Regions from separate parts of the Sus scrofa genome. Here region 2 is linked to region 1. The links are chromatin contacts, called in public Hi-C maps. All regions are on one chromosome and are shown on one strand. The core of a region is the stretch at or near the end of the contact, and the rest is flanking DNA. Distances in the headings are between cores, read along the strand shown.

The links. Hi-C and Micro-C count contacts between places; a contact is called where the count stands out from the background.
Region 2: a Hi-C map of liver shows a contact between it and region 1, with 2.8 times the contacts expected there. The contact joins two enhancer-like sites. A contact is called at or near these places in 4 of 47 Hi-C or Micro-C datasets (embryonic fibroblasts, liver and skeletal muscle) and 1 of 2 datasets of contacts at active chromatin or transcription factors (skeletal muscle).

What each region holds. Positions count from the first base shown.
Region 1 is chr2:46,535,342-46,540,240 of Sscrofa11.1, reverse strand. All of the region lies in intron 2 of TEAD1 (TEA domain transcription factor 1), which reads left to right. Among named protein-coding and RNA genes, the nearest start is that of TEAD1, 130 kb to the left of the region's middle. Within about 2 kb of position 2,705, at least 46 of the 83 cell types and tissues checked have an H3K27ac peak or open chromatin away from gene starts, as enhancers often do. A contact at or near this core is called in liver, where this site is marked.
Region 2 is chr2:46,640,111-46,645,009 of Sscrofa11.1, reverse strand. All of the region lies in intron 1 of TEAD1 (TEA domain transcription factor 1), which reads left to right. Among named protein-coding and RNA genes, the nearest start is that of TEAD1, 28 kb to the left of the region's middle. Within about 2 kb of position 2,424, at least 3 of the 83 cell types and tissues checked have an H3K27ac peak or open chromatin away from gene starts, as enhancers often do. A contact at or near this core is called in liver, where this site is marked.

The DNA of each region.
Region 1 (4,899 bases), core at 1,456-3,955:
AGAGGAGATTATGAGGTGTCACAAGGAATTTTTGCTGATTTAAGATTGAAAGTTTTGCAGGGTTTTCCTTGATATTTTCGGCACCCCAGGGAATATGTGCATAAATACTAATAATTACATACAGTTTCCACTATGGGAGTGTTCTCATTTCTTCCTGCCCAGGCCTACAAAGTAGGGTGAGAGAACCCATTTGTTATGTAAATACCCAAGTCTGAAGATGATTACTTCTTGTGCTTCTGGCACAAAATAGTCCCCTCTAGGAAGATCCTGCAGTCACCCCCGTGCAGAATGGGTCAGAGCTCTGGGTTCCAATTCAGTTCTACCACTTAGCTCTGTGATCTTGCCTAAATCACTCACATGCTCTCAACCTCAGTTCTGTTGAGTGTGGCCAGCTTTTCCGGAGCAGCTCTATGCCAAGCACCATGGCAAGTGCTTCCAATCAAAGTCTCTACTCTTAGCTTTTAGGCCATTGGGGGAGACTGCCAAGAAACACAGTGATGGCCCTGTTGTTCTAGAGATAGAACAACAGCTAGAGATCGGGCCCAGGGGCTGAGGGGAGGCAGCAAGCCATGCTGTAGAGCTGGGCATCCAATTGGAATGTCCCCTAGTGTGCAACCTTCTCCTCTCCCCACCCCCACCTCTCCCTTCATTTCCCGACTCCCTGCTCAGCTTAATACAGGACACCAGTGGGTGTGATGAAAGCGAATGGTGGCACAAAGAGGAAGAAGAGCCTCAGGAGCCACATCTGCTCCTCTGGGGATACTGTGATGGGGCATCTGATCTCCCCTTGCCCTCATCTGTGCTCCCAAGGACCACAGGGCAAATCTGTGCTAATCTTGGGTCTAACTGTACTGCACTGGCCTAAGAACGCCCCTCTGATGGAGTCGGTTCCATCTTTGTATCCTGAGCATCAGCAGGCACCTGGCACAAAGGTGGTGGCTGGTAAATTCTGTTGTGTGTGTGTGGATGATGGATGCATGGACGGTGGATGGGGACTGCTGAATGCCAGCCTGGAAGGAACAGAGGAAAGTGACTGAAATGAGAAGAGGTGAGATGCCCTTGGGCAGTGACTGATGACATTTAGCCCAGCCAGGGAGGAATCAGGGCTGGAAGACTTAGGGAAAAACTGCCATCTGCAAAACAAGAATTTAAGTCCTTGGTTTCACAAGAAAGGACTGAGTTTATCCTAGAAACAGGCTGGATTTGTTAGTGAAGCCTGCAGTCTGTGCTGTAGGGAAGACTTGTCAAGTTCTGGCTGGTGATTGGTGTGGATGGGATATTATGGACAGAAGAGGCTTCGTGGTGAGTGGCAGGGGTCCCAACTCAGCCTGCAAGTCCTCTCCTTTTTTCTTATCATGAGTTTGACTGTGCAGGTGAAAAATAGGGCCACCAATAGTTTTGCCCCTTTTTAAAGAAAAGTAGTATATCACTGGAGGCTTTAATATCCACGATACCTCGAGTACCTGCCATAGGCAAGGAACCTGAGTAAACACTTTCACTCGCTGAAATTGTTGCAGTAACTTCCTGAGGTGTGGGTATTAGTGTCCTTGTTTTGCAGACATGTAGTCAGAAGCCCAGAGAGGTCCATATTGCAGCCCTCGTTCAAATCCAGGCCTGTTTGCTTCCAAAGCTCATGCTCTTAAATGAATTTCAGTGCTGCCTCATCATTGGACAGAGTCCAATTGAGAATCACATTGTTATGTTTCATCCAGGATCATAACATGCTTTAATCCAGATTCTGTCTCAATAATGAAGGTGGGTGGCTCACAGGCTATATTGATTACTGCTTCTTAGAATTTTTTTTTTTTTTTTTTTTTTTTTTTTTTTTTTAAGTTGTTCTGTGCCAGTAGAAGGGATCACACTGTAGCCTGGTCGGGTTTGACCTTTACTGAATGTGGATATACTTAGCGTAAGCCGAAGCAGGCCCTCTCGGGGTGCTGTGGCGTGAGCAGAGGTAGTTATATGCCCAGCTCTTTTCCCACTTCCCACTTGAGATTAACTGTTTGTGAAGGGAGCAGAGCTCTTTGGTTTTAACTGGATGTAGCTCAAAGGTCAGCCCTTCAGAACAGATCATTTCAGTCTCAGGGCACCGATTTTAACCTCCAGAGATGAGACCATGTTCCAGGCAGCTGGGTCAGCGTGGGCCGGTGTCAGAGGAGAAAATCCATCAGTGATAAGTCAAGAGTACAAGTAGAGTTTTTTGTTATTATTTATCGAGTGTCCACAATGTGTGGGGCTTAGAGATAGGAAATGATTATGAATTTGGTTGTTTGAGAAATAACCAGTTACTTTTTCCCCCACAAGGAAGAATTTGTTCTCCTTTGAGTTTATAAGTTTTATTTTTTTCTTTAAAAATGCATGTCAAAAAAAAAAAAAGATATCATTTAAAACAGTTATATGTTTCTCCCTCTAACCCTTTCTTTAGATAGTTCGGTTTTGCCTCTGATGGCAAAGAAGATACTATTTATGGAAGTGCCTGGCACACGGTCGATGACATGTGGGTGCCAGTGAATCTTTACTCCCCTGTGCAGCTTGCTTCCCCCCGAGGTACTGGTGGCCAGGTGCCGTTCGCCCAGGTTGGGATAAAGAAAATGCACTCTGGTCATTTCCTCAGGCACGCAGCAGACCCAGCCGGGGCTCAGGTATTCCAGATATGAGCGGTGTGCCGATGGCGCAGGCCTGGGAGCATTGCTCACTCAGAGATACAGAGGCCTGCCTGCCCCGAGCCCTTTGTTCTCCTGGTTGAAAGCAGTTAATTAGCAACTGTCTCCATAGCAACTACCTCGTAGTCCAAAAACATTGTCTAGTTTTTCAGTTTAGCTTATCACACTGTTTACCTGAAGGGCTTTTCACTGCTCTGAGTCTCATTTGAGTTGGCGGCGTGCCTGTCGGGGAAGTGAATTGTCAAGATAGAAAAAACACCATGGTAGCGAGAAGCCGGGCAGCCTTCTCCCTAACAGGACCAGCTCTGGATTCTGCGAAAACAAAAGTTGCAAGGGCCTAACATTTTCACCTTTTTTTTTTTTTTTTTTTTTGGTTGCTGTTGAGCAAAAAACTGCCGTTCTCCCCACCAAGCTCTGAATTATGAGGATTCCACCCGCCCCCTGCCCCTTCCCCTGAGAGGTTTTCTAAGCTCTTCAGTATTCCCTGTTTATGGTACATTTCCATTATTAGTCATCTCGAAATCCCGGGTGTTCTCAGCCACTGTATGTTTGAGGAAATTTCACTTCCCCGAGGGTCTTGGCATTTTTGAAGGCCCTTGGATGAGGGATTTCGGGTTTGCATGTGAATTAGTCAGCATGGCTTTTGTTTTTCCTTATAATGAGGAAGGGTTCTTACCTGTGGCTTAAGTGATTTAGGCTGACTGTGTGTGAGAGAAGGGCAACTTTGGGTGTCTTGTTGATAAATAGAAGTGGAACTATGGCTTTTCATAAGCCATGCAACAAAGATAACAGTTTCCATGGCTTTTGCTGATGGAGTGCCAACTGTGTGTGCCTTTATGCTGGGATTTTTAGGAGCTGCTAGGGAAAGGGGAGGTGGAAGATGAAAGGGAAAGAAGATTGCATTTCCTGACCGCCTACCATGTCCCAGTCACTGAGCCGGGTGTTTCACAGAGTGGGGTCTCCTGGTCCCTTCTCAGCAACCCTGAAAACTGGGCTCTACTATCTGCATTTTAAGGATAGGAAGTTGGTGGTCTAAGGAGTTGCTAGCTGCTCGGGATCTCGGAATGCAGTCCAGGTCTGTTGATGTACAGGCACAACTCTTGTCCTGCTGTCACGTGGCATGATGGCCTTCGGTCAGGATTTGGTGGCAGGGTTTTGCCATCCCTGGTGAAGGGTTGGGTGAGGAGGTGTGTAGCAGTGCTCTGGGAGGCTTTGGTTCGAGGGGCTACATAGACTTTGGTGGTATACACGTATCATCAGACCCTCAAGTTATATCCAGGAAAATGACAAAGCCTAGGTGTTTTGTGAGGTTTTTTGGGGTGCATTGATAAGGTATTGAATTTAATTTTGAGGCACACATAGAATTTAGGTATCTAAGTTAATGTTTTTTTCAAGGTATTAACCTGAAAAGACTGTGCCTTGTGATATTTCCGTTCTTCAAAGCTTTAAAGGCTCTCCGTGGGGGGAAGTGCTTTCCAAGTTTGCAACATACAACTTTTCCCCCCCGCCATGCTCAAGGCATGTACAAGCTTCCAGGCCAGGTATTGAACTCACGCCACAGTAGTGACTGTGACCCAGGCTGCTGCAGTGACAATGCTAGATCCTTAACCCGCTGAGCCACAGGGGAACTCCTGTGACATATGGCTTTAAGTTCAGTTCAGTAGACCATTCTTGGACATTTAACTCCTGTAACTGGGCTGAAAAGTGTGACACTGCCCCAGTGGCAGTCAGTTGGACCTTGCATGGATTCGCACAGAATAGCTTATACCACGTGAGCTTCATTTCTTTCTTTGAAAATTTTATTAGTAGACTCATAGAATAGAAGTGGTTGATGTAGAGGATAAGGTATTTGTTACTTTTTTTTTTTTTTTTTTTTTTTTTTTATTGGCTGCACCTGTGGCATGTAGAAATTCTCGGGCCAGGGGTTGAATTGGAACTGCAGTTGCTAGCCTATGCCGTGGCCACAGCAACACTGGATCCAAGCTGTGTCTGCAACCTACACCACAGCTTGTGGCAACACTGGATCCTTAACCCACTGAGCAAGGCCAGGGATCAAATCCTTATCTTCACAGAGACTACTGTGGGTCCTTAACCTGCTGAGCCACAACAAGAGCTCTGATAGAATTTTTAGTCATATTTACTTTGCCAAAAGTGGAGACATACTCAGCGGCTGAATGCAAAGGACTGTGATTCTGAACTGCAGCTGGTTTAATGCCTGAGGGTGATGAGCAGGTGA
Region 2 (4,899 bases), core at 1,175-3,674, 110 kb before region 1:
GATCTGAGCCTCATCTGTGACCTATACCATAGCTCGTGGCAATGCGAGATCCTTAACTCCCTGAGTAAGGCCAGGGATTGAACCATCCTCATGGATACTCTTCGGATTTGTTACTGCTGAGCCACGACAAGAACTCCCAGCCATCTGTTGATAGATACTTAGGTTGCTTCCATATGTTGGCAGTTGTAAATAGTGCTGCTATGAACATCAGGGTTTGTGTAACATTGGGGTGCATGTATCTTTTCCAGTTAGTCTTTTTATGTTTTTTGGATACACACCCCAGGGTGGATGTTGCTGGGTCATATAGTAGTTCTGTTTTTAGTTTTATGTTCTGCCTGTTTAGTTTGTATATTTAGAAAATGGAAACCTGGAGAGTTTTTCCCCTTAAATTGAGAATGGATAGGAAAGAGGGACAATATAGAAATTTACTGGGACGTGGGTGTGAGGTATTCAGACCCAGATGTCACAGATCTATTAAAAAACAACTAATGTATACATGACGCTTTTTACAATTTACTTAGTACTTCAGTAGGTTAGCTCATTTAAAGCCTCACAACAACTTGGTTTGTGTAAGTGAGGAAATGGAGATTAGGAGGCTTGCCCAGAATCACACAGCCAATATGTGGTTAAACAGTGACCAGGTAAACCATCCCAGAGTTGCCACTTAAGCATGCTTGTGGGCCTCCTTTGCTGTGGTCCCTCAATTTCGTCAGCCTTTGTTGTGAAAGGAAATGTGTTAGGACAAGGCTGCAGAAAGGTGGGAGAGGGAGTTCTGGGGGTGGGAAAGGAATGGTTTTTTAAAACTTCCAGCTCAGACAGGTCTCTGCATTATTCAGAGCACAGACAGAGTAGGAAGGGACTCAGATGATCTTGTCCATTGGATTTCAAACCAGGCTGAATAGCTTTGCCACCCAAGGAGTTAAATAAAACCAAAAATACTGATGTTCACCTTGGAGCTTCTAAATCAGAATGTCCAGTGATGAAGCTTGGACAAAGGTTCTGCAGCCTTTTTAAGTGATTCTTGCTGAGGTATCTGAGCACCACTCAGTTCTAGCCCCATGTCTCTTTAGGTAGAACAGTTCTGGAAAATGTAGCTACTTGGCATTCCTGGAGGCTTGTTAGAGATGCAGAATCTGAGGGAACCCCCACCCCGACACCCACTCTGCTCCAGGCCTGCCAAGTTGGAGTTCTGATTTTAACTAGACTCCAGGTGAATATTACTCATGTTAAAATTTGAGAAGCACTGCTAATGTCTCAGCAGAACTTCAGCGGACTGTGGGGTGAGGTAATTGCTCATATGTTTTCTTAGTTTGTTCATTTGCCTTTTGACTTTCCCTGTTACATAACTTTCCCAGGTAGAAATTATTTTTACATCAGATTTATCATCTCTTCCTCTATGGTTTCTAAGGTTTTTCATTGGATGCAAAACTCTATCTTACTGTGAAATTGCTGGGAAAAAGTCTTCTGCTTAAAAAAAAGACAAAGTCATAATATACTTTACATAGTTGAATACGTCTGTAATTTGGTACGGTAGAAAGAGTGAGGTGGGGATCCGTCTCTTTTAACTTAATGCTTGGCTTGTCCTAACACAATTCATTGAATCTTTTCTCCATAGACCCATAAACTAAATTCAAAAGTGCTTCATTATTATCCCTGAGGCTTTAATTACCATAGCTCTGTGAGGGGTTTTGCTGTCTAATTCAGCAACTCGTTTTTCCTTGCTTTCCTTTTTAAGACTTTTTCCCCCTGGCTTTTTTCACAAGTTTGTTTGTCTATTTATCCTTTTAGAAACACTTTGTCTAGTTCAAAAAAATTTTCAGAAACTGTCTTTATTGGGGTTCCACTAAGTGAGTTTAGCCTCATTCTAATTTTCTTTTTTTTTTGGCCATGTGGAAGTTCCCGGGCCAGGGATCAAATCTGTGCCACAGCAGTGCCCTGAACCACAGCATTGCCCATGCTGAAAGTGAGAATATCACATCCTTAACCACTTGGCCACAGGGAACTCCAACTTCATTCTATTTTTAAACATTTTCATCTTTTCTAAATTACAGATACTAGTTATCCAGAACATTTTTTCAGTAACAGTCACACCAAGATTTGTAACAGGTGTTTTGAAGGTTATAAGAATGTATCTTCTGTAGGATTTTGTCTTCAGAGAGACTCTAACCAGCCATCCATTCCAGTGGATACCATCCTCTCTTCTCTCCCAGCTGCCTGTTACCTGAATCATGTTCATCTCCCCCAATAGAATTTGTTTGTTAATGTTCTGATTCACCTGCTAGATTGTAAGCCCTGCAAGGGGAGGTTCCATGTCTGTTTTATTTGCCAGAGTAATTGCTCAGTGTTTAGAAAATCCCTGGCAGTTGGTACTCAATAAATATTTCTTAAATGAGTTGGAATGAATGAAATCCCGGTAACCAGAGCTTCTGGCCCTCTAGTTGAAGATTAGCTTCATGGGAGAGTGTCCGGACTTAGATCCCAGTTTGAGTTCAGCCCACAGTTTGAGAAATTATTCCAATGAGTTAAAGTGAATGTGTGGTTTTGGGGAGGGAAGGAAGCAGTAGTTATCTACCAATTGAATCAAGAACTGGCCTGCAGTGTTTTAATCTATGAAAGTTAACAAAGTGATATGAATTCATGGTGAAGTGAGGAGATTGATGCCTATTGATAGCTTGTGCAGGCCTTGTCACCCGGCCGGTCCTTTGGTAAATAATGCTCTGGGTCACATTCTACAACTGTGGGTTTAGCAGCATCTCCCTTTTAGATTATTTTGCTTAGGTTAATTAATTAATTTTGTTAACTAGCGAAAATAAAATATCACTACAAAGAACTTGGGGCCTTTTTTCTATTACTAAAAGTCCCTTATTGAAATTTGCATCGCCTTTTTATTAAACTCTTTCATTTTGGGGATAGATATCCAACTTGTGAGCACCTTATGGACAGGAACAGAATTTTCATTTATTTTTATAACTGTTAAAATTCAGGTGCTTGATAAAAGCTCAAGTAGTGAGAAAAAAATCAAACTCTAAGCCATATATTTTAAAATTGTCCCATCGTGGCTCAGCGGTGAGTGAATCCAGGTTCGATCTCTGGCCTCGTTCAGTGGGTTAAGGATCCGGTGTTGTGGTGAGCTGTGCTGTAGGTCATAGACACGGCTCTGATCCTGTGTTCTGTGGCTGTGGTGTAGGCCGGCGGCTACAGCTCTGATTGGACCCCTAGCCTGGAAACCTCCATTTTCTGCGGGTGTGGCCCTAAAGAGACAAAAAGACCAAAAAAAAAAAAAAATTGTTACAAAAGTGATGTTTTATCTGTAGAGTGCAGTAGAAATAAGTTTTGCATAGGTTTTGGTGCTACTAGCTTTTTCTTTGGCCACTCCCAAGGCATGTAGACATTGCTATGCCAGAGATCAAACTTGAGCGGCAATTGTGACCTCTACCATAGCTGCTGCAATGCCGGATCCTTAATCCCTGGCAACTGTTAGCTTTCTTAAAAGTCGCACTGATCTTAAAAACTTCCCTTCATGTGATGGAAGAATTTCTAGAAATTGTGTTTCTTGACCCTTGCTTATTTTCCCCTCGCTCTGAAACGAGAAATGTGGGATATTTGGATGGGAGTTGTTCAGTCATTTAGAACACTGCTGCTTTTGCTCTGGAGTTTGTGATTTCAGGTCTATATTTGGAATAAATTTGAACGACAGTGGTCTTGGAGGCCTTTAACACATCTGGTGCCAAGGGGCTTGGTTTTGTCAATTATAAGTAGTTCAATTGATTGTTTCTTTAATAAAAATTATTTTGAAAATTATTAGAGTAGTTCTAGCACATGATTCTCTGTGGTCTTCCTCTTGAGCTCCCCTTGAAATACCTGGAGAAAGACAGACCAAGTCTGTCTCCAGCACATGCCTGTCTTATAGTTCAGTTTTTGAGCGAAAAATCATAGCAGTCCCCCACTGGTAACCCTGTTGTTCTACCCCCTTTGAATTTGTGTTTGCTTCTTTGTGTGTACAGTGTACACTATTTGAAGAGTATGTGTAAGCCTGTGTGTTTCCCTTAATAAAACTGCATTTATCCTTGTGTAGACAGATTGTGTTCTTTGAGTCTAAATTCTTAGAGAACACTGGGAACTGTTTACTTAGATCTTCTTCTTTATTTCTTTAAATAAAGCTCTTCCTCTAGTTTATCAACTTTAAGATTGTTAAAAGTCAGCTGAAAAAGTTGGTTGAGGGGAGAGGGCGCTCTTCTGGAGCAGCTTGAATGTAGTAACTGTATTTAGGAGCCATAAGGGCTTTTGCTTTTCCGGAACCTGTCTCAAACGAAACGAAACTATGCAATAAAATGCAAGCTAAGATCACAAATCTACATGAGGCCTTTCTTTTGATCTGGGAAATCAGGTTTTTGGAAAATCAGATAGGAGGTTTGAGGACCTGAGGTGCTGCTGCGTTAGAAGTCTTTTTTGAGTAAGGGGCAGAGTGGGGTAATTGAAGCAGATTCTGCTTGTGGGTTCTCACTGCCTCTGGGTTCCAAAAGATGGGGTGAAATTTCAATTCATTATATGCCTGGGTCTCTGTTGGGTGGTGGGGATTCAGAGAAGGATGAGGACTCTGGGCTAGTTGAGGGAACTGCAGGAAACTCCAGGGTGGTGGGAGAGACAGGGTTAAGGAAAACTTTCCAGTCTTCTGTGGTGAGTGATGTGATGGGGAGATGCAGGGTCTGCCAGAGAAGAGACTCAGGGCTAGGGTTCCCGAGTTCCTACCGAAGCCAAAATAAAGAGAATTTACAAAGGGAACACGAGCTGCTGATCTTTCTGGTCTCCTGGACTATATAGGCTGCACTAAACATGAAAAAGAGGAGTTTCGGTCAGAAATCCTATCCTACAAGTGACAAGATAATGCAGGAAATGTAA